2 separate regions of the Mus musculus genome follow, and region 2 is linked to region 1. Evidence: chromatin contacts called from public Micro-C data. All regions are on one chromosome and are shown on one strand. The core of a region is the stretch at or near the end of the contact, and the rest is flanking DNA. Distances in the headings are between cores, read along the strand shown.

The links. Hi-C and Micro-C count contacts between places; a contact is called where the count stands out from the background.
Region 2: a contact with region 1 is called in a Micro-C map of embryonic stem cells, with 1.9 times the contacts expected there. The contact joins the enhancer-like site here to the promoter of Znrf1 in region 1. A contact is called at or near these places in 2 of 39 promoter capture datasets (the 3T3-L1 cell line and liver), 1 of 484 Hi-C or Micro-C datasets (embryonic stem cells), 2 of 115 datasets of contacts at active chromatin or transcription factors (bone marrow-derived macrophages and embryonic stem cells) and 1 of 9 other capture datasets (liver).

Annotation. Positions count from the first base shown.
Region 1 is chr8:111,535,213-111,537,912 of GRCm38.p6, reverse strand. It overlaps Znrf1 (zinc and ring finger 1), which reads right to left and starts at 1,273. Exons shown (of 4, transcript NM_133206.4): 1 at 349-1,273. The coding sequence starts at 772.
Region 2 is chr8:111,788,389-111,791,088 of GRCm38.p6, reverse strand. All of the region lies in intron 5 of Cfdp1 (craniofacial development protein 1), which reads left to right. Among named protein-coding and RNA genes, the nearest start is that of Gm39252, 35 kb to the right of the region's middle. Within about 2 kb of position 1,263, at least 21 of the 459 cell types and tissues checked have an H3K27ac peak or open chromatin away from gene starts, as enhancers often do. A contact at or near this core is called in embryonic stem cells and liver, where this site is marked.

The DNA of each region.
Region 1 (2,700 bases), core at 24-2,523:
TAGGTACCATGCTGCAGCGGCAGAAATGAAGAGTCTCAGACAAGAAGACCTTTGAGGATCATGACGCTAATAAATGCGACCTCAATAGGCAGGTTTCACTCAGCCATCCACAAGTGAACACATGCCTGCAGTCCTAAGGTACCCGGCTCCACACGCCTAGTAGGCAGCTTTCCCCCTAGGCAGTAGTTATCTTATTTGATCCTATTCATCCTCTGACATGGAAGGAACCAGGGGAAGGGCAGGAGTTAGCTTCATACCCATACCTTAGCACATTAAGAGGTTTCGGGCGCCCCGGCGCGCCCTCCCTTGCACTCCACCCTTCAAGGCCTCCGTCACCCGCGGACTCACCACTGTGCGAGCTGAACCACCTGGGTGCGATGTGCAGAGGTAGAGCATCCGCCAGCGAGGCTCGGGAGCCCAGGTACAGCATCCCGTCTCTATGGTGACCGCCGCCGGTCTCTTGGTAACCATTGCCGTGGGCATAGGTGGAGTCCGACGTGGACCCTCCGCCGCCCGGCGCCCTCTCGGAGTCGCCGGTCCCGCGGGAGGCGGGGGTGTAGAGACTAAAGGGCACCCCTCCGGCCGTGCTGGGGTCCATGCCCATGCCCGCCACCGAGCTGACCGAGCGGCTGCGCAGCCCCATCGCCCCGCCGCCCGTCCGGTAGTGCCCAAAGTGGGGCGCCCCTCCCGGCGGCGGCACGGCGCTGTCATCCGTAGAGACCCCCGGGAAGGGGCCCCGAGAGCGGGCCGCCGTGCTCTGCTTGCCCCCCATGTTCGCCGGGGCCCCGGTGGGGCGGGAACGTGGAGGCTGAAACCCTCCCCCACTACTCAGAAGCGGGTGGAGGTCTGGGCGAACATAAAGGCGGAGGGTTGGGGTTGGGGAGAGTCACAAAAGAGCCCCGAGGGGAGAAAAATGAAAAAAGGTGAGGGGGGGAATCCTCAAAAAAAATCCGCGGGGTGGAAAAAGCAAGCGAGCGGGGACCCCAAACTAAGAATTTCAAACTGTCCAAGCCGAATGCATGTTCCCCTTAAGGTCCGAAGAAGCGCGGTCCAGAGCCGGCGCCTCGCGCCACAGGCCGCCCCCGGGCTCCGGAGCCTAAGGAGCCGCAGCGAAGGGAGGGAGGAGCCGGAGGAGGCCGCTCGCCCGCAGCAGGAAGCGGCGGAGGCTCCGGGCGCCGCGCCGTTCGCGTCCCCCGTCTCAGGACTCCTCAGCCCGCGCCGGCGGCCCTCACTCCTCCAGGCTTCGGGAGGGCTCGCGGCGGTGGGGCAGCCAGGCGGAGCTCTGGAAGCCGCGGTCGCGTGGCGTCGCGCTCCGGCTCCAGCCGCCGCCGGCCCCGCCAGCCAGCCGCACCGCCCCGCTCCGTCCCGGGCTGCGCTCGCCGGCGCTCCTCGCCGCCGTGGAGACAATGGAGGGCGGCAGAGCGCACGCGCGGCCCGCGCCCCCTCCCTCCTCCCGCACCCCCCCCCCCGCCGGGTTAACCCCTTCGCGGCCCCTGCGGCGCAGCAGCGAGCTGCGGCCTTGGAGGTCCCCACCCACCTACCGCCTGCGCCCCGGGCGGTCCAGGGACAGGACGTCTCCAGCCGCCGGGCGTCTGCGACAGAGGTCAGACTTCCTCTGGATCACAGCTCTGCTGGAGTCGCGGCGAAAGTCGAATCAATGTCTTCAAAACGAGACCCTGAGTGGGGGGAGGGGTAACGACGGTTTTAGCGGGTAGGAAGGAAACACCGAGAAGAAAGAAAAACCAACTAATAAAGCCTACCTGGGTTTGAAGGGTCACTGGGGGAGCTCCCCTCCCGCCACAGACCTGCCCTCACAGCACCCTCTGGTGGATATGCTGTCCATTCGTTTGGAGGTTCTCCATCCAAGGACCCCAGCCAACCTTAGGAAGTTTAGCATGGGGGGCGGGGGGGGGGGGGGAGGAGGGAATCAGCTTGGACCCAAACACATTTGGGATTAGCTGTTAGGAGATACAACAGTGCCCCAGTGGCGCCTAGACTTTGCTGTCGTTAGATCAGAACCAACTATTTGGGTCTGAATCGATTCCTTAGGCTAGAATATAATCCTCAAAATCAATAGGTGGATTAAAAAAAAAAAAAAAGTAAGAACCATGCAGCGGGAAAGCTGTTTTAGAAACTCCTTGCCCAAGGCCGATTGCTGTTTTGTTTATCATGTATTTTGACATAGAGCCATATTTTGACATAGAGCCACAAGGCAAGGGCACAGTACTCAATAAATATTTGTTGACCAAATTGCATTTTGCAACAGAGACTCACCTTGCCAGGTCAGTCCCAGTCTTTCTCATATTTTCACTTTGCTTATTCTTTGAGCAAATAATTTTTCAAGTGCTCAGCTCTGAGCACCGTAAGCATCACCCAGTCACTAACCTGACCTTCTCTTGTCACTCTGTCAAGTGGGCTCCGTGCTTCCGAAAATGGAATTGGAGGGAGATTTAAAGGGGCTAATAGACTTGTCTCTTCCAGTGTGACTAGCCTGGAAGGCCACAGAAAGATGGTTGTTTGCAAGCACAGAGTGCTGGGGGTGAGCTAAAAGCTTCGAACAAGCTGGGCAGTGGTGGCCTATGCCTTTAATCCCAGCACTTGGGAGGCAGAGACAGGAGGATTTCTGAGTTCGAGGCCAGCCTGGTCTACAGAGTGAGTTCCAGGACAGCCAAGGCTATACAGAGAAACCCTGTCTCGAAA
Region 2 (2,700 bases), core at 14-2,513, 250 kb before region 1:
ACTCTGTAGACCAAGCTGGCCTCCAACTCAGAAATCCTCCTGCCTCTGCCTCCCAAGAGCTGGGATTAAAGGCAGCACTGTCTCAGACCCCTCCCCACTCCCACTCCACCCCACCCAAAAAAAGCATTGTACTGACCACGGTGGTGCACTCCTTTAATCCCAGTACTTGGAAGGCAGACAGATCTCTGAGTTCGAGGACAACTGGGGCTACGTAGGTACACCACATCTTGAACCTCTCTCCCATCTACTCTCCCAAAAAAATCACATTGAATTGTATGCCCTAAGTGGGTGGACTCTAAAGTATTCTCTGAGAATAAGAATGGCTGGAGGCTGGGGAGATGGCTCAGTGGTTAAGAGCACTGACTGTTCTTCCAGAGGTCCTGCGTTCAAATCCCAGCAACCACATGGTGGCTCACAACCACCTGTAGTGGGATCTGATGCATCTGAACTCTGCAACAGTGTACTCACATATATAAAATAAATACATCTTAAAAAAAACAAAACAAAAGGAATTGGCTGGTCATCAGATTTCCTGCCATGGCTTCATAGCATAAGGATAGTAGTTTATATTTGGATGCTTGCCATCATTTTTATTCCCGGGAGAACTTTGTTCAGAGTTATCGAAGCTACGTTTGGGTTGGGTTCTGGTTTTCATGAGTGCCCATGTTTAGCTGTGTCATTCAGATCACTGTGTCAGTGGCCATGCTCAGGCTTTTTCCTGTCTGGACTGTGAGAACATCCATCGATGGCGCTCGCCCAGGTGATCCTCGCGGAGTTACTACCCAGCCTCATGGTGCCAGGGAAAGCAGGTAGCACAGAACCACTGGCCCCCAGGAAAGGGAAGCAGCCATAGTCACCTTCTAGGTGCACTGAAGCTTTGTAGTGAGAAGCCATGAGAGCCCCACTCACTAAGGGGGTATGATGCCACGTTCCCAGAGCAGGTGACAGGTTCATGGGGACAACTGGAAAACTGAATGCTCTGTTCTCCTTTTTGCTTTTTTGTTTGTTTGCAAGACAGGGTTTCTCTGTGTAGCCCTGGCTGTCCTGGAGCTTGCTCTGTAGACCAGACTGGCCTTGAACTCAGAGATCCACAAGGCATGTGCTGCCACTGCAGGGCTAATCACACTTGAATTTTTATAGCAGCCTCTTAGTTGACTTAGTTGTCTGGTGGGTCTGCTAGCTTTGTTTCAAGACCTGCCAGCCAGTGACAGCCTGTGATTGTCAACACCTTTGGAGATGACCATGAATACTAAAGCAGATGCCCTGAGGTGTCTAGATGCAAATGGAACCATCATTCAGGGCATAGGATTTGTAACAGAGCCTCAGAGAACCATCTAATTTGTATAAGAGAAAGCTGCTTTAACATCTAATGATTGGTCAGAGGCTGTGTTTAATCATTTTCTCTTGCTTTAAAGATGGGAATTTGGGGGAGGGGGTCACTGATGCAATGAGTAAACTATCTTCCATTCATTAAAGAAGCAATGTTGTGGTTTACAGATGGCCTGACTGTAGCTATCATCTATGAAAACCGTTCCTGCATCCGACAAAGGGGAAGGGAGAGAAAAAGGGCAGTGAGGGAGAGGAAGAGTTTTCTCCGCCAGAACCAAATTCCATGAGATTATTTCTTTGTTTCAAATCCTTTGCATTTCCTTAGCTGAGTGCCTTGGAATCCCAACTACCTTCCTGGAGTCACTTGCATAATAGATCTTTGCTTCTCGGGGATCCCTTAAATTCAGGATTAGCAGGGATGGCATGACAAAGCAAAAGCTGTTGATGGAACTTTTGGCTTTCTGAGGAGACCTGGGAGCTGCCCTGGGAGGTAGAAGGATAGGTTGAGGTGAACTACATTACAGTTTTCAACTAGGTTTTAGCAGGATTGTGGCTTCTCAAATATATTCACTACTCTAGTAGCAATGAGTAAGCAAGGCATGTTGTAGGTGCTGGCAAAAGGGATTTCAGAGTTGGGCCCCCATAGGAGGAGGGCCAGGCACTTCCTCGTCTAATAAAAGGACTGTGTGGTAGTAGTTCACACCTTAAATCCAAGCCCTCTGGATGCAGAACCGGGTGATTTCTGTGAGCTCAAGAGCAACCTGGCCTACAGAGCAAGTTCCAGGACAGTCAAGGCTACACAGAGAAGCCCTGTCTCCAAAAAAAAAAGAAAGAAAGAAAAGAAAAGGAAGGAAGGAAGAAAAAGAAAGGAAGGAAGGAAGGAAGGAAGGAAGGAAGGAAGGAAGAAAAAAAGAGAGAGGGGGAGGGTAAGGGGGGGTTGGGGGAGTCTAGCAAAGATTTGGGGAAATGTCTGCAAAGTGTATTTGAGTTAGGTCATATGTGTTTCATGCAGTGCCATGCGGTTAGTGTGCCTCCTGTTCCTAATAAGGGGCAGGCTGGCCTGTTTTAAATGAGGTGTCTGTGGTATGGAACTGAAGGGATTGTTTCCGCACTGAGGGAGACCACCTCGTGTCCTGACATTTAAACATGACCTCAGCCTTAGAGATGCCTATGAATTTTAAATTTATCTTATGTTGACATCTAGGTTTTTCATGTTTTTTTCTGAGGATACTACAGTTTAGGCTGCCTCAAGCTGGCTGCCTTTATAGATGGGTAAAGCTGCTCCTCGCTCACCTCAGCATCCTAAGCCCTGAACTGTGGGCGCACACCACTAAGCCTCTCTTTTAAAATATTGGCCAGGGGTTGGTTGTT